2 separate regions of the Rattus norvegicus genome follow, and region 1 is linked to region 2. Evidence: chromatin contacts called from public Hi-C data. All regions are on one chromosome and are shown on one strand. The core of a region is the stretch at or near the end of the contact, and the rest is flanking DNA. Distances in the headings are between cores, read along the strand shown. Region 1 holds the start of Rgma (repulsive guidance molecule BMP co-receptor a). Region 2 has its middle 240 kb from the start of Trnaa-agc79.

Evidence for each region. A called contact is a pair of places that touch in the nucleus more often than the background predicts.
Region 1: a contact with region 2 is called in a Hi-C map of psoas muscle, with 2.6 times the contacts expected there. The contact joins the promoter of Rgma here to the enhancer-like site in region 2. A contact is called at or near these places in 1 of 12 Hi-C or Micro-C datasets (psoas muscle) and 1 of 1 datasets of contacts at active chromatin or transcription factors (oligodendrocytes).

The regions. Positions count from the first base shown.
Region 1 is chr1:136,536,179-136,541,464 of GRCr8, reverse strand. Rgma (repulsive guidance molecule BMP co-receptor a) reads right to left here and starts at 2,683. Exons shown (of 4, transcript NM_001107524.1): 1 at 2,318-2,683. The coding sequence starts at 2,331.
Region 2 is chr1:135,994,799-135,999,974 of GRCr8, reverse strand. No RefSeq gene overlaps it. Among named protein-coding and RNA genes, the nearest start is that of Trnaa-agc79, 240 kb to the right of the region's middle. Within about 2 kb of position 2,099, at least 2 of the 93 cell types and tissues checked have an H3K27ac peak or open chromatin away from gene starts, as enhancers often do.

The DNA of each region.
Region 1 (5,286 bases), core at 1,434-3,933, 540 kb before region 2:
TGCAGTAGAGCAGACTCGGGAACCACATTAAATAGGAGCCTCCAAGTCTTCCTTCTGTATCAGCCTGCATCCTGGGCAGGCAGCAATGAAAGCCAAATGTTCCCTCCTTTTTAAGATGCCAAACAGGTCTAGGGCCCCCCTTTCTCATGATTATTAAACTAATACATGCGAGTGGAGAGACAGAACCAAGATGGAGTAGAATGGAGGGGCACAGATAGGTTACATGTGTATTAGGAGTGAGAGCACCGATCTTCATCTGGGAAGGAAATGAAGGGGCAGGGTTTTTGGAAAAGAGGAGGTTGGGGGGGTTGGGGATTTAGCTCAGTGGTAGAGCACTTGCCTAGAAAGCGCAAGGCCCTGGGTTCGGTCCCCAGCTCTGAAAAAAAGAAAAAAAAAAAAAAAAAGAGGAGGTTGGGAATTGGGGATGTGGCTCAGCTGGTAAAGTGCTTGCCTAGCACGCACAAAGCCTTGGGTTCGATTCCCAACAATGCATCTATTAGATGAGATAGAACCAGAAGGTCAAGGTCATTTTTGGTTACATAAAAAGTCAGTAGCAGCCCGGGATACATAAGACTTACAGGAAGAGGAAAGAAAAAGGAAGCTGGAACCCTGCTTACTACCACCGCAGCCCAGGAGCCTCTCAGGGAATTCGCTTTAGCACAGGCAGAAAGCCACAATGCTCTCCAAGGAGCCAGAGTGCCCTTCACACAGACAGAACTCATTCCCTGCTAGCCTCAGCGGGCCTGGAAGGTGGCAGCACAATCCAGCCATAAAAAATGTGCATCGCGCCTGGATGTGTAGGTGCCCCACCCAGAGCCTTTGTCCATCTGCACGCCATCCTGGCAGTCATTCAGTCCAGAGAAGTAGGCTTGCTTGAACAGCAGAAATTCTCCCCCTTGTGTGTGAAAAAAAAAAAAAGGAGGAGGCCGTTTGGGGGTACACTGTTCCCTTCCAGTGCAGATGGCACTGCGTCCCCCCCCCCCCCAGTTTTTCAGCTACCCTTAAGAGTACACTTGAGCACCCAGTCTCTTTTCTAAGAGTCAGGGCTCAACATTAACCTCACAAATCATCTATGTAGTTACAGATGAACTAGAGAGTAGTAAAGTGACCATACAGGCTTGCCCGATCCCTGAACCAGATGCGGGCGTAGGGGGTGGCGGACGACAAAGGCAAGTGACAGTTTTGCTAGGAGAACCCAAAACTACACAAAGAGGGGAATGGAAGTCCTGGAGGTGAGGTCTTGACTCTAATACAATTCGCCATTCGGTCCCTGGAGCTAAGCCCCAGGCATCGAGGCTCTACAGGATGGTAAGGAGCACTTGAGAACTAGTCTTTCTGGAGACGGGTTGGCTAGTTCCCATCTCTGCATCTCAGGCGAACTTTGAGGACGCCCAACTTTTCGGCTTGCGAGGAAGGTACAGATCACCATTTCCGCTAGATGGCGATATTTCCCCGAATCCATCCGCCTCAAGACACCCAATTTATAAAATAAATACAATCCAACGCCTTCCGAAACCACACCACATAATAACAGCACACAGGCTCCCATTAAAATCTCAGTCTCGGGAAATTGACTCTCCCCCCGAGAAAATCTAATGCAACTATACTTTAATAAGATGCAATCGAGAGTTGCATCCAAGCGTCTTTCATATTTGCACCGGCCCCCCAATACACCTGTCCCTCTTCCCTAGTTATACTCAGGGATGAGCCATGGCTCAAGTCAGGCGCTGAGTCCTCGCGGTGCCTTGCCTTCCTCTTAGGAACGTCGGACCTTTTGGGACTCTCACCCCTTAGCACCCACCCCAAGTCTGGCACACCGGACGCTCCTAGACAAGGGTCACTCACACTGTACAATGTCGACACCCCGCAACCCCCGGCAGGTGCGTTCATTTCTAGCCTCTGCAATCCTGGCCTGGATGAAGCGAGCGAATCGGGCTTCAGGGTGGGTGAGAGGGATGACCAGATGTGTCAAGAGCTCTGTGGGTCGAGGGGGCTCTCGCCCTAGGAGGAGGTGGCCGCGCAGGAGAGAGCTCCAGGCCGGTACACAGCGGGTGGGACAGGCACCGAGTCTGTCCAGCCACGCGCAACGCCTGCTGCCCGCAGGGCAGCATTTTAGGGGGAAAAAAAAAAGAAAAAAAACCACCAAACCACAAAACTTTCCTGCTGCCAAGAGCGAAGGCGATTCATCTGAGGCAAAGACCTAAGTGTGTGAGATGAGACACCGGGTTGAGGAGTCACTGATCATGAGGTGGCTGAGCGCAAGTGTCCGCAGCGCCTTGGGGACCTCAGGACCCCGTGCCCCTCGGTCCACGCTTACCTTGGCGGCTGCATGAGCCCCTCCAGCCCGCGGGGGGTTGGCACTGGCGGGGCTGCGCGCGAAGACCAGGTGTAGGGCGGTCGCTCGTGGGGCCCTGGGTGAGGTGGGAGGGGCACGGCTGGAGCTGATCCCCTCAGCTCCGCGGACTCAGTAGCGGCCCGGGGCACTCCGCCTGCTCCCCGGCTGCATGCCTGCGAGCGCCTGGAGGAGCGGGCCTCAGGAGCGGCCCGCTGGCCAGTGCTTCCCGGGCGCAGGGCTCGGGCGGCGCAGCTTGTACTTCCGAGAAGCCTGCAGAGTAGGGCGGCCCGGGCTAACCTGCTGCCTCGCCCGGCCTGTCGCCGCCACCGCCACCGCTGAGCGCGGCGTCGCGAGGTTCGTTTGCGCGCGGCAGGGAGGGGGCGGGCCCGGCGCCCCGGGAGCGGGCGGGGGGCGAGCGCGGGCGGGGCGGAGGGAGGGGCGGGAGAGGTGGGGTCTGGGTTCCAAAGGCTCCGCCCCGTCGCGGTCCCACCCTTGCTGATCCGCGCTAGTGGGTGTGTGAGGACCTGGGGGTGTGCCTGCCAAAAAGCGCACACTTCCCCGCGGGCTCACGATCCCAAGGTGGGAGCAGCAAGTGCAGCGACCCTCCCTCCCGCTAACGTATTCAACTTTCCTAACCCTGGGCAAGATGGCTTGGAATCCACGTTTTCAACCTGGGGGCCTACGGTGGTTAGAGGTTTCTAATCGTGGATAAATATTGACATCTGCCGAGACCCACCTTTTTTCTATAAGGATTTTACTCTTGTTTAAGAATCTTATTGGAAAAAATAAATAATATGTATATTGCATGTAGAGTGCGCGAATACACTCGACTAAAATTACAGGCAGAGTCTGGAGTAAAAAGACTGTCTCGCACGCCCTCCCATTGCGGTCCAGCTTCAGAGGTAACCTCCGGTCACAGCGTCTCCCTCCCACCCCCACCTCGCACACACCCGCCCCGCCCCCTCCTCGCATAGATTGCCAGAGGAAACTCCCCGGCTTCTCAAAAGGATTCTTCATGCAACTCACACACACAGTGGAGAGCACAGCCAGCCGCTAGCGGCTCATCTCTGGGTCTCACCCCAACGCCACGTATAGGTCTGAAACTCTAGCTGGGGTGTGAAGTCAGCCGGGACACGCAGCTCACACTCAAATTAGCACTGAACATTTTAGCTGCCAGGATATTTTATACAGGGTTATGACCTGATCGTCTCTTAATCTGAACCAAGCGCTGGAATTTTGATAGGATGAGAACTCTGTTTAATGAAAAGGTATCGTCAGTATTAAGACCCTCATCGTTATTTATGATCTTAAGGGATGCGGTTTTGAACTCAATGTTCTGCATTTTACTGGCCAAATGAATTCGGATAATCTATAACTGAGCTATAAATAAGCTCCGTGTGTTTTTAGCAGGAAGGGATTGGGCGTTGGCCCCTTTCTATAATTAGCCCCGACCTTGGACAAATCTTTTAGGTCTTTTGAGCCTCAGTTTCCTTGTCTATAAATAAGGAAGTGTGTGTGTGTGTGTGTGTGTGTGTGTGTGTGTGTGTGTGTGTGTGAGAGAGAGAGAGAGAGAGAGAGAGAGAGAGAGAGTGAGTTTGCATTTCCTTTTCATATATTCCATCATCCTATGCCTGGGGACACTCCCCCAACCCAATCCCCAATCCTCAAATCCCAGGGGTTGTTTTTCTCAGCTCTGACATCAATGTGTAATTACACCTTTATCTGTGGCCTTCTCATCATACTTAAGTGATCAGGAACCACTCCTTGGGCTCATCGTGCCATCCTCAGCATCCAGGAGAGCCTGGTGTAGAACAGAGGCAGAATAATTGTTATCACTTGGGTCATCCCCGCACCCCTTGTACCCCTTGTTTTTAAAATGCTCTTTGGACGGGCCCAACATTTCACAATATAGACCTAATTTTCAAAAGTCACTGTTAGAAAGTAGTCAATAGGTTTTTCTCTTTTGGGGGTACAAACAACCCACTTCCTAGACCAAGAGGGTTTAATCTCAGTTCAAGCTTGGGTCAGTGGAGAAAGCCAGCCAGAGTTATTTACCTTGGTGAGTGTGGCCAGTGAAGACAAGGAATATTAATGCCACTCATTCCATACACGATTGCCACAGAATTCTCTGCACAGGCAGCTTAAATACGCCCATAAGCACCGACTTTAAATAAGGCCATGCACGGGTGTGTTGAGTGTGTCAATAAGAACTGTGCATGGCTTCAAGAACAACCTAGAAACATTCCTAATCTAAACCTCCAGGGAACTTTTCTTTTTCTTTTAACCCTGAATTCCTTAGGAACAGGAAATAGGCTAATTTGGGTTTTTGTTTGTTTGAATACAGAGGTAGCAAACTTGGACTTGGAAGTCACAGGTATATTTGTAGTAGATTTTCCTCCTCCCCCTCCTCCCCTTCCTCCTCCCTCTCCTCTTCCCCCTCCTCCCTTTTGGTTTATCTGTGTAACCAACGCTGCCCTGGATTTTGCTCTAGGCAGCAGGCTAGCCTCGAACGCAGAGATTTGCATACCTCTCTGCCTTCCGAGTGCTAGGATTAAAGGCGTGCGCCACCACACCGGACCCCAGTTTCTCATCTGATACACAGAACAGCAGAGGGAGGGTTAAAAATGTGGCTTCATAGAAAGACAGCTGAGGCTTCTACCCCTTCCAGACCACTCTTTCCTTCCTTTTGTGAGAAGAAAGGTTTGTTCCCAGCGGAGAGGCCGGTCGCCAGCTTGCCCTCGCTGCAGCGGTTAGGTGAGAGAAGAGTCAACGGCTGGCGAGAAGTGTCCCGCGTTGGCGCAACCGGGAGGCGGTTCTCCTCCGAGCACCACGCCAGCGGGCGGGAAAGCTGGCAAAGATCCCGGGGTGTGGAGCAATTTGCTGTTTCTGTCTGTTGCAAATGAGTGGTGGCACCTGCTGGGGGAGAAGGCAACCTCAGGAAGTGAATTCAA
Region 2 (5,176 bases), core at 850-3,349:
GCCAATGAAGATTTACCCTAAGAAGAAACCAATCCCACTCTCCAAGGTTCATAATTACAGCCTTGGTTCATCCCAAATAAAGTGAATGCATACAAGCCCATCTTAAATAAAGGTACGGACACAAGCTGTTTCATGAACTTCTGTCTGAGAGAGCTGCTTCATTGAACATCCTCTAAAAAGTGCTGTAACATCTGCAGGATGGGGATCCTGCTGACCAACCTGTTCCAGACTTTGCTTCCTCCATTCCCTCTTGGTGTGTACCAAAGTCCAGACACATTAGGGAAAAAATGCACCTCACAAATCAGTCCCCCTCCATCCTTTCCTGTTTGTCATGCAGAAGTGCCTGGACACCACAAAGGAAGAAACAAAAGGCCAAACTATATCTCTCAGTGTGGAGTTGAGTTTCTTGCAGCCTAAGGATCACGAGGTAGAACTCTTGGCTCCTCCAGCACCATTGTCTGCATGCATGCTACCACGCTTCTTGCCATGATAATGGACTAAACCTCTGAAACTGTAAGCTAGCACAATTATAAAATTTTCCTTTTATAAGAGTTGCCATAGTCATGGTGTTTCTTCACAGCAATAAAACCCAAATGTTTTAAGGTTTTACTGTTTTAAACAGACACTATGGCCAAAGGAACTCTCATAAAGGACAACATTTAATTGGGGTTGGCGTACAACTTCAGAGGTTCAGTCTTTTTATCATCAAGGCAGGAGCATGGCAGGGTTCAGGGGTTGGAGGAGCTGAAAGTCCCATCTCTTGTTTGAAAGGCAGCTAGGAAAGACTGATTTCCAGGCAACTAGGACAAGATTCCTACACCCACAGTGACATACCTCCTTCAAGAGGGTCACATCTACTCCAACAAGGCCACACCTCCAGATAGTACCACTCTCTGGGCCAAGTAATTTCAAATCACCACATTCAACTAAGACGGTAAGTATGATGAGGGTATCCTCAGATACCCAAAACCCCAACTCAAAAGAAAGTAGATTATGAATTTGAGAAGCATGTATGTAGATTTCAGAGACCCAGCAGTATCTCTAATGCCTGGCCTTAGGTGAATCATTGTTTTCTGAGGGGCCTGATGGCATTGTACAATTCACATTTCATCTGTGTTGCAGGACTGACTTGCAGACATATGCTACATAGCATTGAGTCAACAAACAAAAGGGTGTTATCATTGCTAATACAATTGAACCAATAATTTTATTAACAAGGACCTAAGCCCCCATGGAATAGAGAAAAGTTGCTAAGAACCACATGACAGAACTAGATCTTTCAACCCTTCCCACCAATCTCTCTGCTTTATGAAACCACAGTCAGTCCTAGTCCAAGAACTTCAAATAGCGAAAAGCAAAAAGAAAGAAAAACAACTACTTTGCAGCCCACTTTGCTAAAATTTTCCAGGTGAATTTTATAAATTTAATTGGATTGGCAAGGACAAGATTTGTCTTAATAAGAAAACACATTCATTAAGTTGTAAAGCACAACCTGAAGCAGAAGACAGAATGTGACAGGTTATAGAAATAACAAGGCTCAGAATGGCCGCCCAAGTGCACCTGCAGCCACTCCACCTGGGGCTGTGATTTCATTACCCTCATAAACCAAGTCAAGGTCAGGCTTAGTCAGACTTCCATTAAGAAGGCCCCAGGGAGATCCCAGGTGCAGAAGAAACTAATGTAGATGCAAGGGGAGATTGTGAGAAAGTCCCTTTCCTGTCCCAAAGCAGGCCTTGTTGGGGCAGCAGAAGGACCTGTTATTCAGTGAAGTGGGAGGAGCCACCCCACCCAGCAGGGGGTCAAACTAGAGGATGTGGGTTAGCTTTGTCTTCAGCCTTTGTGAAGACCGAAGTCCGGGTCAGTTTTCATCAACTGTTGGTAAACCTGACCTTGCAAATTTGTTCAGGTGCAGCTGCTTCTCTTAGGGGGTGGGAAAATAAACCCGGTCCTTTATTTGCTGGTAAGTAGGCTGTCTTCTGGGAGCTGGTGCCAGTTGGTTGAGAATGAATCCAAAGTTGCCCGAGCCTTGGGCATGGTGTGAGAAGCCAGTTGACCTGGCCACATGTCAGGTCTCCCAGTTAGATGTGCTTTTCCAAGTGACTTCTGCAGTTTTAAATTTCCCTGCTCAGAGCTGACCATGCAAAATGATATGTGACGGTAGAGTATCTCCTCGGATCTTAGTTTGGCAAACGCCCTCAGCTAGATTTGAAACAGAGGTGTCATGGGACACTCAATGCCAGACTGTTGGAACGAACTCTATGTAAGGGGATCTGGGGAATTTAAGGGAGAAGGTGGTGAGAGAGAGTGCTATGGTTTCTTTAATGGTGAAATGTTCTGTGGATTTTAGGAAAGTCTGGGGTTTACTTCATCTCCTGAAATCGCAGTAATCCCTGAGTGGGAATCAACTGCAGTGCCTTTTGAATGAGAAGGGCTCAGTGGTAAAGTAGTTGCCTAGCATATGTAAGGCCTCAGGTTCAATTCTCGGCACTAAAAAGGAGAGAGAGAGAGAGAGAGAGAGAGAGAGAGAGAGAGAGAGAGAGAGAGAGAGAGGAGGAGGAAGAAGAAGAAGAAGAAGAAGAAGAAGAAGAAGAAGAAGAAGAAGAAGAAGAAGAAGAAGAAGAAGAAGAAGAAGAAAGAGGAGGAGAGAAGGAGAGGAGAGGAGGAGAGGAGAGGGGGAGAGAGGAGGGGGAGAGAGGAGGGGGAGAGGAGGAAGTGAGAGAACCCTAGATGCTCATTAACTGAAAAACAGCACCTAGACTTTTGAATAGTACCATAATCATGGAGTAGCCTAGAAGCATTTGCATACCCATGGTACCTAAGGTCTGGAAACTTCTTAGAACAAATTATTTCTCATCATGGATGAGTCACCAAGTTAGAGCTAGAATGCGGCTTCAATAGTAGCTTACTCAGGTCACAATGAACTGGAAGAGGACTCCTCAGGATTCCTGGGATGGAATAGAACTGGATCAGGTGGAGGAGTTATCAGAGGTGACTAGACATGACACTCACAGGTCAATGGAAAAAAAGAAGACATAACTGCTCCAAGGTATGGCTTGAGGAGAAGGTTTATTGTAGCTGTGAGGGAGAGCACAGCTAGAGGAATCTGGAAGGGTCCAGACTGAGCATGATCACAAGAGGGGCAGTTGTCTTAGCTTGGGTTTTATTGCTGTGAAGAGACATGACTATGGCAACTCTTACAAAGGAGAACATTTTAGCAATGCTGGCTTATAGTTTCAGAAGTTTATTTCACTGTCATCATGGCAAGAAGCAAGGCAGCATGCAGGCAGACATGGCACTGGAGAAGCCAAAGTTCTACATCTTGATGCTTAGGCAGCAGGAGACTGGATGAAGCTTGAGTCTGTCCTCACAGTGACACACTTCCTCCAACAAGGCCACACATACTCCAACTAGGCCACACCTCCTAGTAATGCCACTTGCTATGTGACAAGCATTCAAATATATGAGTCTATGAGAGCCATTCCTATTCAAGCCACCAGAGTGGTGGTGGTGGTGGTGGTGGTGGTGGTGGTGGTGGTGGTGTCGGTGATGGTAGAGAGCAAAAGAAGAACCAAGGAACCAAGGAGCCAAGAGTCTGGGGATGAGCAAGGAAAGCAAAAAGACAAGATATAGTGTAGCCAAAATGGCTGAGTTATATAGGGAAGAGCAACTGTGAGAAGGACAGTAAAGCTCAGAGGTGGGGGAGGTTGAGGGCAGGAAAGCAGGGTGCAAAGTAGTGAGAGGACCAAGACTCCTTAACAGGGATTCCAGATGCTGAGAGAGACTGATGACCAGGGTCAAACCTCAGTTAGCCATTTGTCCTGAGTTTGAGACCTAAAAACAGATAACGAAGACCAAAGGTTTCTTCAAGAACTAAGCTGCTACCACACAAAGACACAGGAGAATCAAATTTGTGGAACGGAAACAATAAAGTCAGGACACAGTATTAGTCATTTATCTTTACATTCTATTTGGTTTGATTTTGTTATGGTTGGATCCGTGGTACACAAACATGTCCACGTTGAGCTTTTATTTTTACACTCTAATCTATATTTTTATTTTTGTAGAGTTACCCAGTCTAATGATTCCAAAATATACCTTGAGGCTTGCATACTGATTGACTTGGCAGAATCCAAAACCTATTTTACAAAGCTTCAATTTTCGAGCTAATCTGGGTCCATAAACATAACTGAGATTTTTACCAGGGTGGCAGAATCTTATGGGCCAGGTCCCCTTTGGGTCCACAGCTCTCTAGCATTTAACCATTCATAAACTAATAATGATGGTGTTTTGTGCCTGGTTGGCTTAGTGGGGAAAGCAACTGTTTCAGTTCTTAGAAATAAATTAACGGTCACTGAATAACCACTAAGCAAATGTCAGATCCCGCTTATTCAGCAATTGTCCTGGCCCTCAATCGAAAGAGTAAGAATGAAAGTGAGCAGCCAACTCCAGTCCTCGTATTTATTCTCTCCCCTCTCTTTTTGTCTCTCCCTCTGTCTATCTCTGTGCTTCTGTCTCTGCCTGTGTCTTTCTCTGTCTCTGTCTCTCTGTCTCCGTCTCTCTGTCTCTGTCTCTGTCTCTCTGTCTCCGTCTCTCTGTCTCTGTCTCTGTCTCTCTGTCTCCGTCTCTCTGTCTCTGTCTCTGTCTCTCTCTGTGTGTGTGTGTGTGTGTGTGTGTGTGTGTGTGTGTGTGTAAAGAAAGGAAGAAGAGGAAATGATAGGTCTTAAGTGTCCTATAATTGCCAAGAGACGTAGAACATGGCAGCCCCACTCGCCAGCTCTGCTTGGACATCTTAATCACAGCCAAGCAGTCTTTTAGGAAGCCAGGAAAGCCACACAATTCAGAACATAGCCCGAGGTGAGGTGTCAGACTGTGGGGCTCCTTTTCTGGATTCCACAATAATAAGCCCCATTTGTGCTTTTGGTGGATTATCAACTTCTCCGTGCTTCAGTTTCTTTCTTTTTGAAATGAGGATAACCGTGTAACTTACCTAGAGGATTAACGTGAGGATTAAGTGAATCTAAGCTTACAAGTTCTTAGAAAAGTGTCAAGTGGAATAGCTTTACAGCAGTTGTTAGCCATGACTGTTATTTAGGAATCTGATGAGAGCTCTGGACCCTCAGCCCACACAACCACAAACATCCATAGCCACAGGATTTCACACAGAATGCATCTACGT